Regions from separate parts of the Hordeum vulgare genome. Here region 2 is linked to region 1. The links are chromatin contacts, called in public Hi-C maps. All regions are on one chromosome and are shown on one strand. Each heading gives the region's core, a stretch centred on a gene start, on an enhancer-like site or on the middle of the called end of the contact. The rest is flanking DNA. Distances are from core to core; before and after follow the strand shown.

Region 1 (4,454 bases), core at 797-3,296:
CTGCATCACTGAAAGCATTTGCACTTTCATTAACCAGGAATTGTGGATCCTTATCATGCTCTTTCACATGAATTTTGTCTTGAATGTCTTTGTCTACAACCGCAGTATGATGTTCTAACGGTTCTTCTGGATCACTAAAATACCTCTCCAGTTCTTCAATCAATCGACCATGAGGATCGCTTCGAGGGCTATCATCCATTTTGCCCCCTGACAAAATCCTCCGGCTACCAATTTGATTATGCAGAGCATCATTAAGCCCATTATTGTCTGCTACATCCGAAAAGTCTTCCTCGTCATCACTTAATGATAAAGACCGCTCCAATTCCTCAATCAGATCTTCATAAGATTCAATACATAAACCCTCATACGGTTGCAACCTCTCCTCTCTCTGACCCACCATGTTAATGGATTTAGCCCCATCTTCCTCGTACAGTTTGTTTATCTCAGCTGCCTCATGACAGTTCATATTTTTATTGTCAGCAGAATTTTTTTCCTCAGCCATGCTCTCTATTTCTCTTATCACATTGTTACTGGAATCATCTCCCAGTTCCTCACCTGCGATACTATGGACAGCTGCAGCTTCGCTGGCAACATTAGCATCGTTTGCAACATCCATAACGTAACCCTTTTCGCCATCTGCATCTTCACTTATTTCAACACCCTGTACATTTTCTATTAGCTTCATACTAGAATTAGCTGCAGTACTTTTGCCATCTGGCTCTTCGATCATAAACTCAGGGTTTCGGGCATTGCCAACACTTAAGGAACAATTCTCCTCGCCGTCAACCTCGCCAGATGCTGCACTCTCTCCAACAGGCATAGTCCTTTCTCCGTTAACATTCTCACAGGAAACGGCATGCTTGCCTACAGATGAAATATTTCCCTCAACCACATTTTCACTAGGCTGCATATCAGCAGAGACAACTTTCAGTTCATCTGAACAAATAGACTTGCTGGTCTGAGGGGACCCTTCCGAGCTGCGTCGAAAATTGTTCTGTTCACCGGATACCGAATCGGGCTGAGTTACTGGCGCACCTCGATTTTTCGCTGCATCAAATATTCAATGAATACAAAAAAGAGTCTGAAAAATAGAGATATTGCTTAGCCAATCAAGGAGGATGGATCATATGATTTATACCTCTAAGAATGGTGCCGCAGCCACCACACTGGTAAACCGGAATGGACGGGTACTCCACAAGAAGCTGGAGGCATTTGGGGCACCTGACGAACCGAAGATTCTGAGCTTCCATGGACATGATCTCCTCACAGCCGCAATATCTCGGTTACAGAAGGTAGATACACTTCAGTGAAAAGGTACCAACATCACCCCCCTGATGACAAAATAATGAACTTCACCACAGTTATCTTCCACTCCCAGGCATCAAAATAATCTATTATACAAAAGAATGGATATAGTAATAAAGGAATAAGGACAATGCAGCAAGGAGGAACTCCACCACAATATATTTTCTTTCCCAGAGAAATAGACATCAGACGACTGTTTTTAGACAGATTCATTTAGTCAACAACAGCCAGGTCAAGTTCAAGAATATAGATATACGTATAAAAAAAAGCGCCACCTAGCCCATCAAAACATGGCAGCAAGAATCACATGGACCACGGATCATCCAAATCGATGAGGGAGCACTTGCAGATCTAGGAAGTGGAGAAAAATCTACAGCCGTACGCAAGAGAGGACCGGGGGGAGAAAAGAACACGAACCTTGTGCTCGCAAGACCACGGCCCCGGAGAAGATCATCTCACACGCCGCAATGTCTCGCTGCTTCTCCCGCCTCCCCAGGCGAGAGCGAACTCGGAGGGATCGCGAGGGGGACGGTGAATCTTGGGCCACGGGGGAGGAGAGGGGTGGAGCAAAAGCGAAAAGGGGGAAAGAAGGCTATGCCGTCAGTGATGTCCAGCTGAGCTCAGGGTCGGGCTGTCTGGTGAAAGCTGGAGGAGAGAGAAGGGGGGCGGGGGAGGGAGGAGACGATGGCAGGGGGACCAAGAGAAAGAGGGGAGACGAGGGGGAGGAAATGGTGGTGTGTGATGCTGTGTTTGGGGATGAGACAAGGCATGGCGCTGTCTGCTTGGCGGCATGACCACTTGACCACGCCAGTTTACTCGGTGGAAAATGTGTGCGTGTAATTAATTGCACGTGGACAAGTCAATAGCTCCAAAAGGACGCGGATTTTAAGGGGGCAGCTAATCTAGAGCATCTACAACTTTTATGAGCTAATTTGGCCACCACCTGCAACCACCATTATCAAATCCATCGTCATATACCGTTGATCTTGAATATATCATCCAAAAAATCATCACAGTTTATCAACCGATAATTCTAAAGTTAAACAACTAAAAAACGACAATGCAACACAAAGGAGGAGCGTCTTTACCACTTCCTTGCCGACCCCTTGCCCTTCCGATGGCCACAACAGTTGTAGGCGTCCACGGCAAGTGGTGGATAATCGGAGTCGTCGGAGGACGAGAACGAGGAGGAGAAATCGGAGATGACGATGAGGCCTTCGTCCGCTTGAGTCGGCCACCCTCGCCGCCTCTGCCACCTCGCACTCGGACTGCTAGTGGCTAGCCAGAGCGCCTTGGTGTTCTTCCGACGGAGCCAGCGAGCGTCCGTCTCTGCTCTCGTAAGTGAGCGGCGGTAGACCAAAGCGAGGAGTCGCTCCTCCTCGCTAGGCATCGCCAACAAACCGCAACGATGACGAACGGATTGCTCCACGGCTGAAAGGACCGATATGGTTAACGAAAGGAGGATGAATAGGCAACTATCATTTTTAGCACTTTTAATCAAATTAGGTTTATCAAGGAATCTACAATACCAATTGTTGTTCCAGCCTGGAGTGTTGGAGGCTCTTTTAGGGGTGGTAGCTGCACGACTTGCTGCCTCTAGTGTTGCGGGTGACTCAACCATAGATAATATATTTTTTAAATTCAATGTGGCCAAAGAAACCTATGGAGGGCTATCCAAAGAAGAAGGGGAGGAAAGAGAGGAAGGAAAGCGTGAGTGAGAGATTTAAAGATGTCCACAGGAAAAAATAGGTAAAAAAGGAGACACCTTCCTCACGTTCGCCCCACTGATAGTGATTTAGAATTTTCCTTCGAGAAAACTTTGGATAGTTATGAGCGTATGCTATATGGTGATGTGAACATTTCCTTTAAGCAGGTGTGTGGGGGTAGAGTGGAAACAGTGAAGGATGTGGATGGTGTTGTCACACATGTTGCAAAGGAGATGTGTGAGAAGGAGGAGTAGTATGTGCCGAAGGAGAGGGAATCCATTGGAGAAGAGAAGGGAGATAATGGTGCATCGGCGGCCTTCGAAGAGGAGGTCCGTTAGGCCAAATGAAAATCTTGGGCTGGAACTGCCGTGGTATGCTCTCCAACATGACAATTCGCGAGCTCTTGGACCTCCAAGGTGAAAGCACAACTTCTCTCTAGGTGGTTTTGGTAATTAAAAACAACATATAGTTCATTGAACTAATGAGCCTATCAAATATATTTCACGAAAAGTTCAATGAATGGATTGGCTAGGAATTGTGAGGAGGATCTCCTAGATGCCACACTTATTGGCAAGAGCTTCAAGACTACATTTTATTTTATGCGAGAAATTATATTTGAGTCCATAGAAAAGCCAATACTATTAAAAAGGGATGAGGTATTGAAAATGATCTCGGTGCTCATAGTATTTAGAGATTTGTCACAAAAATCCTCCACCAATCCCTAACAAAAGATTATGTCCAAGATCCATATTGTCAAATTCAGCGCCACCAAGTTTTCCATTTCAGCCGCACAGAGTTTCCCTTAGACACAACCCAAGCCAAACCGTAGTATCTCGGTGCAACCGAGTTTCGGTTCTGTACAGCCGAAAAGAAGTGACCATCTTGTTGGTATCTAATTGTCAAAAATCGGAATTTCCGAGTTTTGCATTTCTGTGCCACCGAGTCAGCGGAAGTGCCCAGGTCAATCAAAAATCAGGCTCGCCGTGTTTTTATCTATCGGTCTCGTTGAAACACCGAAAGTAATGACATTTTGCACTAATCGGTATAACCGAGTTTTTACTTCGGTTCCATCGAGTTGGGCAATAATGTTGTAACAGTTAGATTTTTGGAGATGGCTATATATACGCCTCTCTCTCGTTCACAGAGAGAGCACTCAGAACAAGCAAACACTTCCACCATTTATTTTCTGAGAGAGAATCATGTGTTGAGATCAAGATCTTCCACTACAACCATACGAATCTTGATTTCTAGCCTCCCCAAGTTGCTTTCCACCCAATCAATCTCTTCTACCAAGCCAAATTCTATGAGAGAATGATTGAGTGTTGAGGAGACTATCTTTTGAAGCACTAGAGCAAGGAGTTCATCATCCATACCACATCTATTACCTTTTGGAGAGTGGTGTCTCCTAGATTGGTTAGGTGTTGCCTGGGAGCCTCCAAATCA
Region 2 (4,454 bases), core at 731-3,230, 700 kb after region 1:
TGGTGGTCACGGTGAATCGGGAGCGAGGGACATGCGAGAGGATCGTGGCTGTTTCTTGACGAAGACCATGTGGGGGCGCGGCGGACATATGGATTGAAGGGAGAGAAAGGGGAGGGGCGGAAGACGCAAGTGCTAGAGGTGCCCTTGCGGCGGATGGTTTGGGAGAGGGGAGGGGAGATCGTGGCTTGGTGGGTGAATCGGGAGCGAGGGACATGCGAGAGGATCGTGGCTGTTTCTTTTTCTTTTTTACCGTGTGGAAGAAGTGCGAGACGTGAGGGAAGGGAGATCGAACGAAGCGAGGTGAGATTTTTTTGCTGTATCGATCTCGTATGGGGGAGGAAGGAGGTCGAACCATCACGACGACTGCACATCCCTCTTTAATAATAGAGATGATAAGGAAACAAATAAACCGTTATTTCTTATGTAACTTTAGAAGATCTTGATTGGATGTTTCGAATAACTGAACAAGGAGAAACTATTTTTGGCTTACTTTCATGTGGTTTCGTAGCGTAGCACGGGCATTTTATTAGTACCTACTAATAAAGCAAGGTAATATTTTTGATTTCGTCCCGCGTCTGATCTTATATTACGTGAAATATATGAGGTGGTACTAATTCGTACAACCAAGTTTCATTAAAAAAAGTGAGGAGGATTCGGACTCGCAACCTTTAGGTTAGTACAGACTGTCATGGCCAACTGAGCTATGGCAAAGGTGATACCAATATTAAAAATTGTCCCACACACAATATACATCTTATATACGCAACTTATATACATATACAATATACGCAACTTATATACGTCTTTCGGTTCCCACGTTATCAGGAAGAGGTCTTGGGGATTATGACAGAGAAGAGAAACGTGGAAGGAATAAAGGCTTAAGGAAGGAAAAGAGAAACGTGGAAGCCATAAAGGCTAAGGAAGGAAAGAGTGGCAACTTAACATTCTACGTATATGGGCTGCTATTAAACCCATGAGGCCAGAAAATCTAACAGAGATGAAAGACCTTTTCCGTAAATTCTTAGCCCGAGGTGTCCGATCGGTAAGAAAGAGTCAAACCACGCGTGAAGTCGGCATGCATGTACGTGGAACAAGATAAAACAGGACTAGAAATCCACCCAGGAAATAATAAAAGGACAAAACACGTGAAGTGCAAATCCTGAGTGATTCAAGTTATGCAATTCTAGCTCGTTCAAAAAAAAAAAGTTATGCAATTCTAGTGCCGCGTACATAGACATACCGTACGTGACAAATGGCGTGCATACACATAGCCTATACATGTTGGACTTGGTCTTACCTGTCTCCATCGACCGGCTCGCACCGAGTCAACTTTTCCCCGAGGACGTGATGTGCTGTGGACAACTATTTTCCTATCTTTTTTCCCGAGATTTATGCATGGGCAGGTGCAGTAAAAGAGCGAAACGCTGAGCTGGTCGTTGAATGCATGCGATTTGGTCGTTTGAAGAGTAAGAGCATCTCCGAATCTAAAAAACTGGTGTCTTGAAGGGTCGAAAACTTCAACCGACGATAAAAAAGATGTATCTTTCCAACCATACCCCCATCTCAATCAAAAATTTATGAAGGTAATGAAAAAGTGGACCTAAAAAAGGACACATGAAAAGACGTGGATTGCGACGCCCCCAAAAGCCCGAAGCGCGTCGGGTTCTGCCCGGGTACGCAGGCGCTATTTTGACGTCCTGGGGACGCTGAGGGCATGGCCGGGCCGTTTTTCGGTCAAAAAACGCCCCCAAGCCTAACACCGAGCCTAAAAAGGTGTCCTTAGGGGCATCCTGGGAGCTGAAGTTGCTCTAAGCAAACATGAGTAGACCGATCTATGTTTCCATCCTGCCCAAGTATCTGAATAGACTGATCATCGCCTCGTGGCACCTCGTCCCTCTGGCCAACGTCTTAAGTTTGATTCCCGGCATCTACTTTGAAGACATCGAAATCAAAACTGCCTGGCCTCGCCTATATAAGTTTTAAGCAGCTCATCACTAACGGGCACGCAATCGCAGATACCCCCAGATAGATAGGCAGGCGCACAAACAATCGTAGTGGTACAAGTTATTGACGAGATGGACGCTGGCGGCGATGCTACCAAGGGCAAGGAGCACCTTGTCCTAGTGCACGGTGCCGGCCACGGCGCCTGGTGCTGGTTCAGGCTCCTGGCCCTGCTCCGGGGCTCCGGCCACCGCGTCTCCTGTGTTGACCTTGCCGGGGCAGCAGGCAGCCGCGTCGACCCCGACTCTGTCCGGTCGTTCGACGAGTACACCGGGCCGCTCGTCGACCTCCTGTCCGCGCTGCCGGAGGGCGAAAAGGTGACGACAGTAACCGTGTACCCACACGCCCACACCCCTGCTTGCAATTGGATGCTTGCATGCATGGACTAGTTTTTTTTTTTTTTGGTTACTGCACTACTCTTTCAGTCTCAGGATAACAAAATATAGCTCTAAACTAAATTCTTTTACTGCATATTTTTGGGAATCATGATAGATGAAAAAAATGTGGTTTTGTGGGATAAAAGTGTATAACATACTGAGAATCAAAGAAAATTACTCATAATAACAAGGAAATCTCGTGTTACTGATTGATACTAGCACAACAACAAACTAACGGCGGCATATTTCCTTCAGGTGATTTTGGTTGGGCATAGCGCAGGAGGGCTAAGTGTGACCCATGCAATGCATTTATTCAGCGACAGGATTAAGCAGGCAATCTTCATAGCAGCAACCATGCTCCCATTTGGCTACCAAACGGAACAAGACATCAAAGATGTGACTGCTTGAACTCTCTTATCATACGCTCAATTAAACTCTTATTATGTCCGGTCACAATAGCAGCTACCATTAGTTCTTGCTTTTAAAGACTTTCAGCTGAAATTTAACAGGGCGTACCTGATTTATCCGAGCTTGGGGACGTGTATGACCTAGCATTTGGTCTTGGAATAGACCACCCGCCAACGAGTGTAGCACTGCGGCCAGAGTTCCAGCGCATGATCCTGTCCCAGCAAAGCCCCCAAGAGGTTGGTTAATGGAATTGCAGCGCTGAATCATCTGCCGATGTGTTATATGCCATGGTCGCGGAGCTGTAACTGTAAGATGTTTGTTCAGGACTCTGCGCTTGCCTCCATCCTACTCCGTCCATGGCCTGCCGCCTTGAGCGCAGCCAGGTTTGGGAGAGGCGGTGGGGACAGCAGCGCGATCGACCAGGTGCGGCGCGTGTACATAACGACGGCAAAGGATTCCATGGTGAAGCCGGAGCAGCAGGAGGCCATGATTCGCCGGTGGCCACCGAGCAAGGTTGTGGCCATGGACACCGACCACAGCCCCTTCTTCTCCGCTCCGGAGCGTCTCTTTCAACTCATCATCAAGTTACTGTGACCACTTGTACATCATGCATACACGGTCTGGGTGACGCCTAGCTGCTCCTGCTATTGTATTCTCCAGTCTCCACTTCTCCAGTCTTCACTGTGTGATGTTACTTACTCCCTCCGTTCCTAAATATAAGTCTTTTAAGAGATTTCACTACAAACTACATACGGAGCAAAATGAATGAATCTACACTCTAAAGTATGTCTATGTTCATCGGTATGTAATCTATAGTGGAATTTTTTTAAAGACTTATATTTAGGAACGGAGGAAGTACATGCCAATTAAGTTACAAACAAGGCTATGTTAAGTTCCAGATGTACGACACATGAATATATCATGGTGCAAAACCAGCAATTAACACCACAAAACATCCTCCGATAAGTTAGCACGTCCGTCAGGGCCAAATGCCAAACACGATGTAGGGAGGAGAGAAACCAGCTGGTCCACACGCTATATCCTGCCATTTTACATGCAAGATATGTAGAGAGCACCTGGCATGGCATCCATTTATAGTAGACCTCAATGGACGATCTGCTTGGTTTTGACATTTGGAACTGACCGCACAAATGCAGTTGTCCCGGTGTTTGGTACAGAGATAATGATGTACCCAATAGGCAGATACTGAACGGGCATGGCAGGGGAGCATTTTGTGCTTGTTCATGGGGAAGGGCATGGAGGGTGGTGCTGGTTCAAGCTCCGGTGGCTCCTTGAGGGCTCTGGCTACCAGGTGACCTGCATAGACCTTGCTGGAGGCGGCGTAGACCCTACCGACCCCAACACCGTCCGGTCATTCGAGCAGTATGACAAGCCGCTCCTGGGCCTCATCTCTGCCTTGCCGGAAGGCGAGAAGGTAGGATCCTGCAGTATTGCTGCTAATTTATAAACTACTTATGGCCACAAAGTGCTGAAGGTAGCTTGTTGCTTTGTTGTGAAGCTGCTTAGGGACATGTGTTCAAAATGGTGAAGAGTTATAGGCGATTTGGTTTATCTTTTTAAACTCATTTTGATCGAATTTCAGGTGATTCTCATTGGGCATGGAATTGGAGGGCTGAGTGTGATTCATGCAATGCATGAATTCGTTGA

Evidence for each region. A called contact is a pair of places that touch in the nucleus more often than the background predicts.
Region 2: a contact with region 1 is called in a Hi-C map of leaf, with 8 times the contacts expected there. The contact joins the promoter of LOC123448077 here to the promoter of LOC123448074 in region 1. A contact is called at or near these places in 3 of 6 Hi-C or Micro-C datasets (leaf and seedling) and 1 of 1 datasets of contacts at active chromatin or transcription factors (embryo).

What each region holds. Positions count from the first base shown.
Region 1 is chr4H:116,518,615-116,523,068 of MorexV3_pseudomolecules_assembly, forward strand. LOC123448074 reads right to left here and starts at 2,047. Exons shown (of 3, transcript XM_045124847.1): 1 at 1,723-2,047; 2 at 1,139-1,331; 3 at 1-1,047. The coding sequence starts at 1,256.
Region 2 is chr4H:117,217,225-117,221,678 of MorexV3_pseudomolecules_assembly, forward strand. It overlaps LOC123448077 (methylesterase 17-like), which reads left to right and starts at 1,981. Exons shown (of 4, transcript XM_045124848.1): 1 at 1,981-2,318; 2 at 2,634-2,774; 3 at 2,888-3,022; 4 at 3,111-3,452. The coding sequence starts at 2,076. The coding sequence ends at 3,380. LOC123448079 (a long non-coding RNA gene) reads right to left here and starts at 1,933. Exons shown (of 3, transcript XR_006631605.1): 1 at 1-1,933. It overlaps LOC123448078 (methylesterase 17-like), which reads left to right and starts at 3,547. Exons shown (of 4, transcript XM_045124849.1): 1 at 3,547-4,221; 2 at 4,390-4,454. The coding sequence starts at 4,003. LOC123448080 (a long non-coding RNA gene) reads right to left here. Exons shown (of 3, transcript XR_006631606.1): 3 at 3,413-3,496.